Linked DNA regions of Sus scrofa: region 1 is linked to region 2. The links are chromatin contacts, called in public HiChIP or PLAC-seq maps. All regions are on one chromosome and are shown on one strand. The core of a region is the stretch at or near the end of the contact, and the rest is flanking DNA. Distances in the headings are between cores, read along the strand shown. Region 1 overlaps STPG1 (O(6)-methylguanine-induced apoptosis 2). Region 2 has its middle 23 kb from the start of SRSF10.

Region 1 (2,700 bases), core at 24-2,523, 320 kb after region 2:
TATGTGGACTTTGATGACAGGTCCTCTCAAAAGATTGAGTGCAATTGTTCCAAGAGTCATCAGGAAGTTTCTAAAACGTATTGACCCACAGAGGGTTTTGGTCGGCCTCACCCCAGCATCACACTCCTTCTACCATACCAGTGTCAATAAGGCAGACCTTTCTCTGACAAGGACTGCGTTTTTTTGTTTTTTTTTTTTTTTTCCTGGCCATGGACATTCTCAGGCCAGGGATCAAGCCCGTGCCACAGAAGTGATAAGACCGAATCCTTAACCACTAGGCCGCCAGGGAACTCCACGAGCAGGACCGCTTCTATTTCTTTTTTCTTTCTTTTTCTTTCTTTTCATTTGTTTGCTTTTTATGGAGGCACATAGAAGTTCCCAGGCGAGGGATGGAATCGGAGCTGCATCTTCAGGCCTGACCACAGCATAGCAACATGGGATCTGAGCCACATCTGCAACCTACAGTGCAGCTTGCGGCAATGCCAGATCCTTAACCCACTGAGCGAGGGCAGGGATCAAAACTGCATCCTCATGGACACTATGTCGGGTTCTTAACCCACTGAGCCACGATGGGAACTTTTTTTTTTTTTTTTTTTTTTTTAGGAGGACTACTTTTAATCCCTTCAGAGTCTTGGAATCTGGAACCAGGAGGCACTGAACATGACAGTCACCAAAAGAAGGGGCGGAGGAATGAAATTTGTGTCCAGTTCGGAAAGGAACTAGGCAAGATGCGGGGAGGTCCTGACAGAGCTCCTCCAACCACTTAAGGGCCCTGCCCAAGGATGCAGGCACTTGTGTGTTTATCCATGTAAATACAAACCCTCATATCCATCACAGCCAGGAGAGGAAGCCTGAACAGCTCTGCATCTGACTTCTCTGGGGTTGGGTCTGAGTTTTTTAAAGACCTGAAAGGTCTGATGAGATCCTGTCCTGTGCAGATCTTCCCTGGGGCCCCTTCTCCTCCAGACGGCCGGGCTGCGTCATCTGGAAAGTTACTGCCCGTAAAGCCCAGCAGGGAAATTGATGGTGTGCTCTGATTCAGTGCCTTCTTTGGCACCAGGCAGGAATGGGCTGTGCCACCATTTGGCAAAGACATTCTCAGGGAGAAAACTCGAGGTGTTGCAGGAAGTATTGTTTGTGACTCAGGCGGTAACAATCACAACATCTAACGTGTTTACGATGCTCCGCAGTTTCAAAGAGAATTTCACTCCCTGCAACGTTAACTTGCCCAGCGCCTCCGGGGCGTCTCTGCTCTATGAGGCAATTGGGACACTGAGGGTGACGTGCTTGAGGTCACATCAAGAACCCACAGCTGAGTCGGGATTAGGTTTAAGTCTTGTCTCCAGCACCAGGCCATCGTGAGACGGCACATCTTTTGCCCGGTTGCTCTGGAGTCTCTTTGCTTGCAGGGTTTGGGGCAGAAGAAAGAGGCAGAGGCTTGGCTGTTCTGTGAACTCACTGGGGGCATGTGCAGCCTCAACGTCTTTGCTAAAGAAGAGTTAACTCCAGAGTTAGTTTGCTCCCTGGGTCCTCAATTCTGCCAAGCTTGAATTCCAATAAGTGGCTGCATTCAGTGTGTCTTAAATGGTCTCTTTGTGTTGTGTGGTTTTTTGTTTTTTTTTTTTTAAATCAATTCCAATGTCAGGTATCATAATACATTTTTTGCAAGAGATTATTATAACTTTTAAAGGGACAGACGGCATAGGTGTCTTGTTGATGCTGGAGTGTGGGTTTGCTTTCTTTTTCACTTTCCTACCTCAGCTACTCTCACTACCTGCTTTGACCCTTTCTCCTTGTCATATCTATTTTTCTTGCCAACTGAGAAATGTTCAAATAAAGAGTATCCTTGCCCAGTTCCCGTCATGGCTCAGCTGAAACGAATCTGACTAGAATCCATGAGGACACAGGTGCAAGCCCTGGCCTCGCTCAGTGGGTTAAGGATCCAGTGTTGCCATGAGCTGTGGTGTGAACTGTAGTGTAGGTTGCAGACAAGGCTCGGATCTGGCATTGCTGTGGCTGGGGTGTAGGCTGGTGGCTACGGCTCTAATTTGACCCCTAGCCTGGGAAGTTCCATGTGCCACGGGTGTGGCCTTAAAAAGATCAATCAATCAATCAATCAGACTATCCTTGCCCAGATCTGGTCAGAGACATCAGCACTTTGTTTAGCTATTTGGTGGTTTGAGCCTTCCACAAAGATAAAGTCCCCCATCTTACGAAGAAGAGAAATGAAGAAGAGAGGAATGTCACCAAATTCCCAGCCTGCCGCCTGCATTCTTTCTGGTCGCATCCGATTTCTGAATAATATGAATAACCCACATAGACTAAGCCTTGTAAAAAATCCTATTAGGGCAAGATGTATAATAATAACTTTTTGCTGGTTTGCCTGAAACACTCAGGAAGATATTTGCTGGTCTGCTCCCTAAAGACAAAATTGGATTTTGAATGTTCTTCTAGCTTCGCTCCCCACTCTGGTAATGTGTAGCAGTGGAAAAAAATTACTGAAAGGCATGGGCTCCAGTTTCCCTGCATGAACGCTAAGGAGGTGGTTACTCTCCTAAATAGAACCACAGGCCTTTGGAGAGAAGGGGCCGGAGGGCCAATACCTGCTTGTGCAACGAAGGAAGGAAAGCATCCCGCAGATAATGCCCTCGCTCCGAGAAGGGGTTCTCACCATAGAGGGAAAGGTGCCCGTCCCTTTCT
Region 2 (2,700 bases), core at 100-2,599:
AGCGGGTAAAGAACCCGACTAGTATTCATGAGGATGCAGGTTCGATCCCTGGCCTTGCTGTGAGCTGTGGTGTAGGTTGCAGGGGCAGCTCGGATCTGCATTGCTATGGCTGTGGTGTAGGCTGGCAGCTGCAGCCCTGCTTCAGCCCCTAGCCTGGGAACTTCCGTATGCCACAGGTGCAGCCCTAAAAAAAAAAAAAAAAATTTCTGGTGATTTTTGCAGAGCAAGGACACAGGTAAGTTCGTGGACTCAGGGGTCAGAGTGGCAAGGCAGAGATCCAGGAAAGTTGTTCTTGTTTGTTTGTTTTTCTTTTGGTTGTGCCCATGGCATGTGGAAGTTCCTGGGCCAGGGATCCAACCCACGCTACAGCAGCCACTCACACCACTGCAGTGACAGTGCTGGATCCTTGACCTGCTGAGCCATAAGAGAACTCTCAGGAAAGCTGTTCTTAAATGTGGACCAAAGTGCAGAAGTGCAGTAATGAGGGGCCTTCTCACTGTTAAGCTCACCAAATGAAGGCTCTGTGTGTCTCACTAGTGCTCCCAGGAAGGGCTGGGCACCTAATTCACATCTTGAAGCCCACTCCTCCAACTCTCCCATCAACCCTGTGGGGGTAGAAGTATAGCCATTTTGCCAACGACAAAACTGATGTTCCGAGAAGCCCATGCTCCGTAATGTCTCTTGGGTACCTAGTATGTGCCAGGCACTGTTCTAGACACTGGAGAGAAAGCAGGGACAGACAGACAAAAATCCTTGCCCTTGTGGAACTGATATTAACAAGGCAACAACGAATGAGATGAGTAAGTAAAATATATCAAGTCAGGTGGTGCTAAGTGCCAGGAGAAAAATAAAGCAGAGCAGGAGTTTAGGGCAGAGGAAGCTGCAATGTGATGTAAGGTTACAGGGAAAGGTCTCAGGGAGAAGGTGACCTCGAGGCAAACAGGGGGAGGAGGGAAGGAGTGGGCTAAATGGATAACCAGTTCAGAATCTTCCCCGAGGTTACTGGGACGTGTCACCAGGCACTGGAATGGCTGTTTGTCAGGCTCTAGAGCCAGGGTTCTCATTTTATCAAGCCTCTTTTTGAAGAAGCAGCGTTCCTCCAAGCAGGGCAAGAGTGTGTGTGTGTGTGTGTGTGTGTGTGTGTGTGTGTGTGTGTGTGTGTGTGTGTGTGTGTGTGTACGCGCTCGTGTGGGGATCTGTCTGTCTCTGAATGTGTTATATTTCCCTGAGCCGTTCCTGATTCTGTGTCTCTGCCCGCCCCCCCCCCAACCCCCAACAGCTCCCAGGGCCTGAGGCCTCACATTATTGGTTTTCATGGAAACTTGGCAACTTTCTCTCCTCCCCACCCTTTGCCCTGCACCGCATTCCAAAGGCTTTATTTGTGTGCCTTGGAGCCTGGCCAGGACTGGGCCCGGGACAGGTTGCCATGGCGAGCTCCCACTCCTTCCAGATAGAACTTCTCAAGGATGTTGCCCTTGGGCCTGAAATAGTTCAGGCCTGCTCTCAGCTGCAGCAGGAGGGAACTAAGTTAGGAAACCTCTTTCAATCAGCCCAACTTGCACAAACACAATCCGGGTGCGAAAGATTTCTGGAGGGCGTGGAGGGCATTCTCTGGGGCCCCCCCAAATTTGGGGTTGGGGATGCTTTTCCTTGGGATACTGGAATAACTCCTTTCAGTTGTTGCATTTGAGGTGTAATAGAGCCTGCCTCTGAGAGCCCTGCAAACACAGACAGTTGTTGGGTTTTTTTGTTTGTTTGTTTTTTTTGGCTGCCCAGTGCACATGGAGTTCTGATCCCAAGCCAGGGATCAGATCCAAGTCACATTTGTGACCTAAGCCACAGCTGTGGCAACGCTGGATCCTTTAACCCATTGGCACGCCAAGGGATCGAACCTACCTCCTGGTGCTGCAGAGGCACTGCCAATCCCGTTGCGCCACAGTGGGAACTCCCAGAAGTTTTTCAAAAGCTCAACTTGGGAGTTCTGGTCGTAGCTTAGCTGTAACGAACCTGACTAGTGGCCATGAGGATGTGGGCAGTGGGTTAAGGATCCGGCGTTGCTGTGAGCTGTGGTGTAGGTCACAGATGTGGCTTGGATCTGGTGTTTCTGTGACTGTGGTATACGCTGGAAGCTGCAGCTCAGCTTTGACTCCTGGTCGGGCAACTTCCATATGCCATGGCTGCGGCCCTAAAAAAGCAAAATAAATAAAATAAAATAAAATAAAAGCTCAGTTTTGCTGAGGATTTTGCATATAATACACCCATTTTAATGCACAGTTGGGTGAGATTTGGCAATGTATACACTTGAGTAATGACCACTAAGATATAAACCTTTCCCACCAACCCCCAAACTTTCTTCCTGTTGCTTTGCATTTATTCCCCCCACCCCCACTCCCCCAGGCAGCCGCTGATCTGCTGTCTGTCACCATGCTTTTGTTTTGCCTTTTCTAGAAGATTTTGTAAATAGAACCGTGGAGTATGTGCCCTTTTGTGGTCTTCTTTTGTTCAGCACAACGTTTTTGAGATTCATCTGTGTGGTTGCCTGCTTATTCCTTCTTATGGCTGGTGTCATGGTAAGGAGGGGCTGTGACAGAGAGCAAACCTGACTCCATATTGGGACTCGTCCTTTAGTTCTAACCCTTGCGGCTCTGTTGCCTGCTAAGCTTAGTCATGCTGGCTGTGTCCTTTTGTAAAAGAATGTTG

The links. HiChIP or PLAC-seq counts read pairs in DNA pulled down with a chosen protein or histone mark.
Region 1: an H3K27ac HiChIP or PLAC-seq map of alveolar macrophages shows a contact between it and region 2. The contact joins two enhancer-like sites. A contact is called at or near these places in 1 of 47 Hi-C or Micro-C datasets (epiblast stem cells) and 1 of 2 datasets of contacts at active chromatin or transcription factors (alveolar macrophages).

What each region holds. Positions count from the first base shown.
Region 1 is chr6:82,078,413-82,081,112 of Sscrofa11.1, forward strand. It overlaps STPG1 (O(6)-methylguanine-induced apoptosis 2), which reads right to left. Exons shown (of 8, transcript XM_021095547.1): 3 at 2,672-2,700. Among named protein-coding and RNA genes, the nearest start is that of STPG1, 32 kb to the right of the region's middle. Within about 2 kb of position 1,274, at least 3 of the 83 cell types and tissues checked have an H3K27ac peak or open chromatin away from gene starts, as enhancers often do. A contact at or near this core is called in alveolar macrophages, where this site is marked.
Region 2 is chr6:81,762,967-81,765,666 of Sscrofa11.1, forward strand. No RefSeq gene overlaps it. Among named protein-coding and RNA genes, the nearest start is that of SRSF10, 23 kb to the left of the region's middle. Within about 2 kb of position 1,350, at least 59 of the 83 cell types and tissues checked have an H3K27ac peak or open chromatin away from gene starts, as enhancers often do. A contact at or near this core is called in alveolar macrophages, where this site is marked.